Linked DNA regions of Gasterosteus aculeatus: region 1 is linked to region 2. Evidence: chromatin contacts called from public Hi-C data. All regions are on one chromosome and are shown on one strand. The core of a region is the stretch at or near the end of the contact, and the rest is flanking DNA. Distances in the headings are between cores, read along the strand shown. Region 1 holds the start of dnah9 (dynein, axonemal, heavy chain 9). Region 2 overlaps myocd (myocardin).

Region 1 (2,747 bases), core at 243-2,742, 97 kb before region 2:
CAACCTGGGGCCATTCCGAGTGGTTCCTACTATTGGACAAAAGTGGGGCCACGACCTGGACGAGTGAACGGAAATAAGTGGAGTATAAAGTGTGCACATCACTTCAGTAAAGGTTATCTAAGAATACCCAAGAGAATTAAAGTAAAAGTTACAAACTATTAGTTTATAAAACTATAGTAAAAACCACAATGCAAAATCTGTGTAATCATCAGAATATGGCCTGTTAATGTATCACAGTGCGTACATGTACACACTTATTCTAACGCTCAATAATGTGCTGTCTGAGATGTAGTGAAGTGGTGTAAAGTATAAAAGACCATTCCACCACTTTAGGCCTCATACAATCATCAGAGGGGTCACGGCTAATTCAGCTACGGGCAGGGTGGAAGTAACGAATTATAAATACTCACCTTACTGTAATTAAGTAGATTTCTTGGGTACTTGTACTTTTAGGAGTTTTATTAAAGTGTGTAATTTTACTCCTACTTGAGAACAATTTACACCATGTGATCGATCTACTTTGCTACTTTTAAAATCAAAAGTCACTATTGAGTGCCCACAATTTAAAATAATATTCAAACCGTCAGATTTTTTTTTTTTCAATGCAAATCCTTATTGGCTGTCAGATCCAATTATTCTAAGACGTAATATAAGCAGAGGCCAACTCGCTGCTGCTGCTGCAGGCAAATGTTCCTGGAGGTAAAACACACAGCGTGTGAAGAGGACTGAGAATTTGAGAAAGAAAGTTATGCAAAGAAAGAATGATGATCATGATTACGGCCAAGAGTTTGAAAAAGTCATAAAGGACATTAACTTTCTTCTCCGTCGTTACTGTGATCGATCTCCCACAGGTCCAGACCCCCTCTGGTGAACTTCCGTTGTGTTTTGAGTGAACTTTTTACTGTGGATTTGTTTTGCCGTTTGCACGTGTCGGCCACCGTAAAACTGCCTGTAAATGTTCTACATACTTGAGTACATATTTTCAGTACTCTTTCCACCTGTGGCTGTGGGTGAGTAGTAAGTATGAGTAAGTCCTCAGAGACTCTTTGCATCCAGCAATAATTAACACGGTGCCCTGCTGCTTACCTCCTCAACTAGAGCAGAAAACTGATGCAGTGGAGCGTGAGACAAGGTCCCGTACAACAGGTCCTCCCTCATGGAGTCCTGCCGCAGTGCTGTCCTGCTGGGTTTGACAAAGTACACCGCCTTGTTGCTGGAGCTGGCGGGGAAGACGGCGGCTGGCTGCAGCAGCCCGGACGCCGTCTCAGACACCACCAGAGTGCTCTGCTCGGCTCGCTCCAGGAACTCCTGCAGCACCTGCCGGTTGTCCTCGATGGACACGCACTTCTGCCATTTGTCCTCTTTCAGTTTCAGAGTCCGCAGCACATACTCCGCTATGAAGTCCAGTCTCGAGTCCTCGGCAGGGGACTCCTCCATGTCTGCAGGTTGCTTTGCTGTCCCGGGTCAGTGTGCAGGCTGAACTGATTGTGTCTCTGCCTCCATAGTAACGCAGTGTTTGCATTAATCAGCCGGTTGCTTAGGGGACGTGAGCGACCAGGAGCTGACCCGGGACGAGGGCATCCTCCAGTCTGACACCCACTGTCCCCCTGCAGTCTTTTGTTTGACTGTCAGGGGGATGTTGATTTCAGCCATTATGTTCCCATTACAGTGAGATGTAGAGCTGCGTCCTCATACTGTCTAATCTTATTTGAATAAATGTCCCCCGGTGATGACATGGGCTCTGCTTGGCGAGGAAACATAGGTGGAATAACAGTAAAAAAACAAGCAAATGGATGTGATTTTGTTTGAAAACAATAAAACTGTGGCTTCCATGCAGCTACAGCACATCTGTATGACTTTGATAAAGATTTACTGAGCTGATTGGAGTGTGTGCAGGATGCAGCTACATGCTTGAATGAATTTACTGGCACTGTGACATCTTTTATCAAAACCATCTGCACTTCTAAAAACAATAAACCCAAGTTTACTGCAACACTCAGGCAGCTTTGTCCACCTCGGCCCCCAAAAGTAAGAACGGACTCTTGTAAAAAGAAGCCCCAGCTCACGGACAGACAGAGGAGCAAAGAGCAGCAGGGTTCAGTCCAGGGTGAGTGGAGAGACGGTTTGATTCCAGGCGCTGTGTCTTTGGGCAACAGTGTGGATGGTAGTTACTCAGGGCAGGCGGGTCTCTGCGCGTGCTGCCTTCTGTCATCAGAATGATGACATGACGGGTTAAAGAAATTGGAATTTGGGAGTCTAGAAAAGCTCCTTACGATTACGCTCCATTTAGCATTGGTGTCCAACCTGTGTCCATGTGGAGACGCCTACAGGGGACCATCACCTCACCTGGCTGATGCGTTTACCTGCAGGTTGATAAACCCACACAAACAGCCCCCCCCCACGTCTTTGTTTCATTTAGGCTCCATTCACTGGACGACCAGCAAACATCCATCCATTTTCCTCCACTTATCTGCGGTCAGGTCAGCAGGCCGACCCAGACTTCCCCTCCCCCGCATCCCTCCCCCGCATCCCTCCCCAGCTCATTCTCCTGAGGCCAGCTGGGACATAGAATCCCTGCTGCATGTCCTGCGCCGTCCCCTGGATGAGAAGAGATGTGACTTGAACAGGGAAAGCTAAGATGCCTTAACTATCAGCACACTGGGCAAGATGATTGGACAACAACGTTGTTGGTGTTACTATTTGTCAAGTATATTTGGCATTTGATCAATGTAGTTTTGGGTTATTTG
Region 2 (2,940 bases), core at 148-2,647:
ACACAAGTTACTCTAAACATTTATTTACCAAATACAAAGAATCTTAAAAAGCCAATAACATTTTCCACAACAAACCCACATTAGTTGCTATTCATGGCTTATAACTAATCAATAAAGCATTAGTATGTTATGTGAAAATGATCGATCAGTTTTAAACCCTCCTTTTAGAAAGCGGTCCCAAAACATATTGGAAATGATTCTTTAGACTCTGTTTTCCCTCATTAACATTATCCACAGTTTGTATTTCTTGCACAGAGAATGTTATTTACATTTTTTCTAACCCTCAACATGTTACTCACTCTCGATATCACTCCTTGCAATGCGACTAGTGTTTTTTGCACTTGTTGTTTTAGGGGTTTTACGTTGGCCCCCCCTTGTGCTTCCAGTAAACATGTTGCGTAAAGCGGCGTCTGCGCTCAGCTGGGATCCACTACCTCCACTGGAGGAAGCGAGGGCCGTTTATTGAGATGAACAGCAGCTGTATTTGGGTCCACCCTTTTTGGAGTGGCGGTGGGTGTTTAAGTTTGAGTGCATCCTTGTGTGGGTGTACCTGGGTGTATGTTTGTGCCTCCCTCCTTTTGTCTCTGCTTTAACGGGCCTCCACGAGTCCAGCCAGCCACCTAAAAAGCTCTGTGACGGGACCAGGCTGTTGTGCTCCCTCGCCTGCAGCATTAACCCCTCACCTTAAAGCTCTATATCCCTCTACACAACATTTCAAGAGACCTTTTCAACCCCTGTCATTTTGGAAACTATGTGACCCGCTGTAACTTCTAAACCAGCCACTTGAAAAGCGGAAGCGCACACGGCCTGCAGATTTCCTGCAATTCTGTCATCTCAATCTCCCGCTGACATCAACTTGACTTAAGAGGCGCATGGAAGCGGCATGCAGCAGCAGAGAGGGCGAGCGCCAACGCCAGCAAATTCCCATGTGAGCCATTGAGAATGCATGTTGGGGAGTGAATGAGTTAAACATGACCCGTGGGAGGAAACGGCTGTGTGTGAAGCTCTGTGCGTGTGTGTGTTGTGAGGTCACTGAGTGGCACATGTCCTTTTGACGTGTCTGGACACAAAAAGAGAATTGTACACCTCTCTGTACAAACAAACACAAAAACGCACAGCAACCCTTTCCACCTCCTCCACCGGCTCTGTCCCCTCAGCTCTGTTAGAAAGCCACTCTTAGCTCCTCCAATGAAAGGTGTGTTCGCTATCGGCCCGAGTTGAATGGGAGTGCTGGTGTCTCCCCGCACAGCGTAGCACCTTCAGGCTGAGTGTCACACGAGGTGTCCGTGACACACAGCAACAGGCAGGCAGGGTGTGAGGACCACTGAGCAGGGCCATGCAAACACACCGTCTGCAGTCATCAATGCTGAGGCTGCACCGGTTACCTGCAAGCAGTTCGCCATCAACCAAAACGTTTCCAAAACGACCTCTGTGATGACCTCTATGTACCCTTTTGTTGTTGTTCTGCATATGAGTTGAATAGAGTTTGTTATGAAGGCTCAATTGCAAATCATCTTGCAAGTCCTACTGTGTTATATGATCCGCTGCATGGCTCACTGCTTTCACACACACACACACACACACACACACTGTACTGCTGTCAATCACACTGCGCTGCTGCACTCACGCACACCGTGTTACTGCTTTCACACACGCTGCACTGCTACGCAACACATCTTCCTATTTAGTCCAGTATAATTCTCCTAAAGTGCATTAGGCCTCTATAGGCCACGCCCCCAACAAGTCCTGCACTAGTCACTAAAAAGAAGAAAGATCAGACGTCACACTTTAAACAGGTCAGATATCTATTTTTTGACAGACCAAAGACTGACAGTAAGATCATTTTCACCGACCGTGGTAGTTGACTCACACGCACGATATTAAGTATTATTGGTGACATTTTAGATCATGAACAAACCTGGTCAGTTGTGTTTCTTTCCTCATGTTTTCTTTGTTATGTTCACGGGTTCAGCAGCCTAAATACTGTGGGATAGTTATCACAAAAAGGACGTCTTAACAACTAAAATAAAAACCCAGATGTAGGAAACAGGAATCCTTCTTCCATTTCTAAGTAATCTGCAGGTGAGGCGTGCTGACCCACGCGTCTCCCTTTGTGCTCTTCCTACAGTAAACCATGGTAAGTTTCCGAAGCAGGAGGACTCTTATGCGTTCGAGGAAGACAGCAGCAGTGAGAGTCTGTCTCCGGAGCAGCACCACAGTGATGAGTCACAGGGATCCGCCTGTCCTCCATCGGAGACTGTTGGCAGTACGCCCTCCTCCTCCTCCTCACCTGCCCTGACCAGCCCAAGACAGGTAAAAGACAGCGCTGTCTCTCGGATGCCTCATTCCCTTCTGTCACCGTCCGGCCTTGTGGCGCCTCAGCAGCTGTTCCCAGTGCTTTGCTTACTCTGCTCTCTAGTGGTGAAACAGTGAACATCAACTCCATCCTCAGCCACTGAGTGTCTAGACAAGTGTCCTATTCTTTTGGCCAGAGCCATTCTGCCGGCACAGCTGCTTTTATTTCCCGTCTGTTTACCGTTCACCATCATCAACAGTCTCATGAAATCTGAAATTCATACAGGATTGTGTATATAAGTCAGACTTCTGCCTATCCAATGTTCCATCAGCTCTGAATCAACAACTGGGCTGATTAAAAGTATAACTCTCTCCAACACGCTTGACCAGGAGATTGAGCCTGTTTACCATGACCTTTTTAAACATCACTATGTCAGAGTTCTCATTGTAAGAATGTTGGCTCAAGTGGAGCCTCACAGAGCTGCTTGCATGGCCACTTTGAGTCTTCCACTTCAATGACTTATTGTTCAAGATTTAAAAATGCTAAAAATAGTGGCATGCCCTGTTTTATTCAACCAGTAATTGGAGTTAATCCATCAAAACAATATACATTTATTTTAGAGTTGGTTAGCGTGGCTGTGACTG

The links. Hi-C and Micro-C count contacts between places; a contact is called where the count stands out from the background.
Region 1: a contact with region 2 is called in a Hi-C map of skeletal muscle, with 4 times the contacts expected there. The contact joins the promoter of dnah9 here to the enhancer-like site in region 2. A contact is called at or near these places in 5 of 6 Hi-C or Micro-C datasets (liver, skeletal muscle, tail fin and 1 more).

The regions. Positions count from the first base shown.
Region 1 is chr5:1,054,392-1,057,138 of fGasAcu3.hap1.1, reverse strand. It overlaps dnah9 (dynein, axonemal, heavy chain 9), which reads right to left and starts at 1,492. Exons shown (of 76, transcript XM_078103212.1): 1 at 1,087-1,492; 2 at 1-55. The coding sequence starts at 1,437.
Region 2 is chr5:957,273-960,212 of fGasAcu3.hap1.1, reverse strand. It overlaps myocd (myocardin), which reads left to right. Exons shown (of 12, transcript XM_078103067.1): 3 at 2,129-2,313. Among protein-coding and RNA genes, the nearest start is that of rsph1, 13 kb to the right of the region's middle. Within about 2 kb of position 1,397, at least 2 of the 9 cell types and tissues checked have open chromatin away from gene starts, as enhancers often do.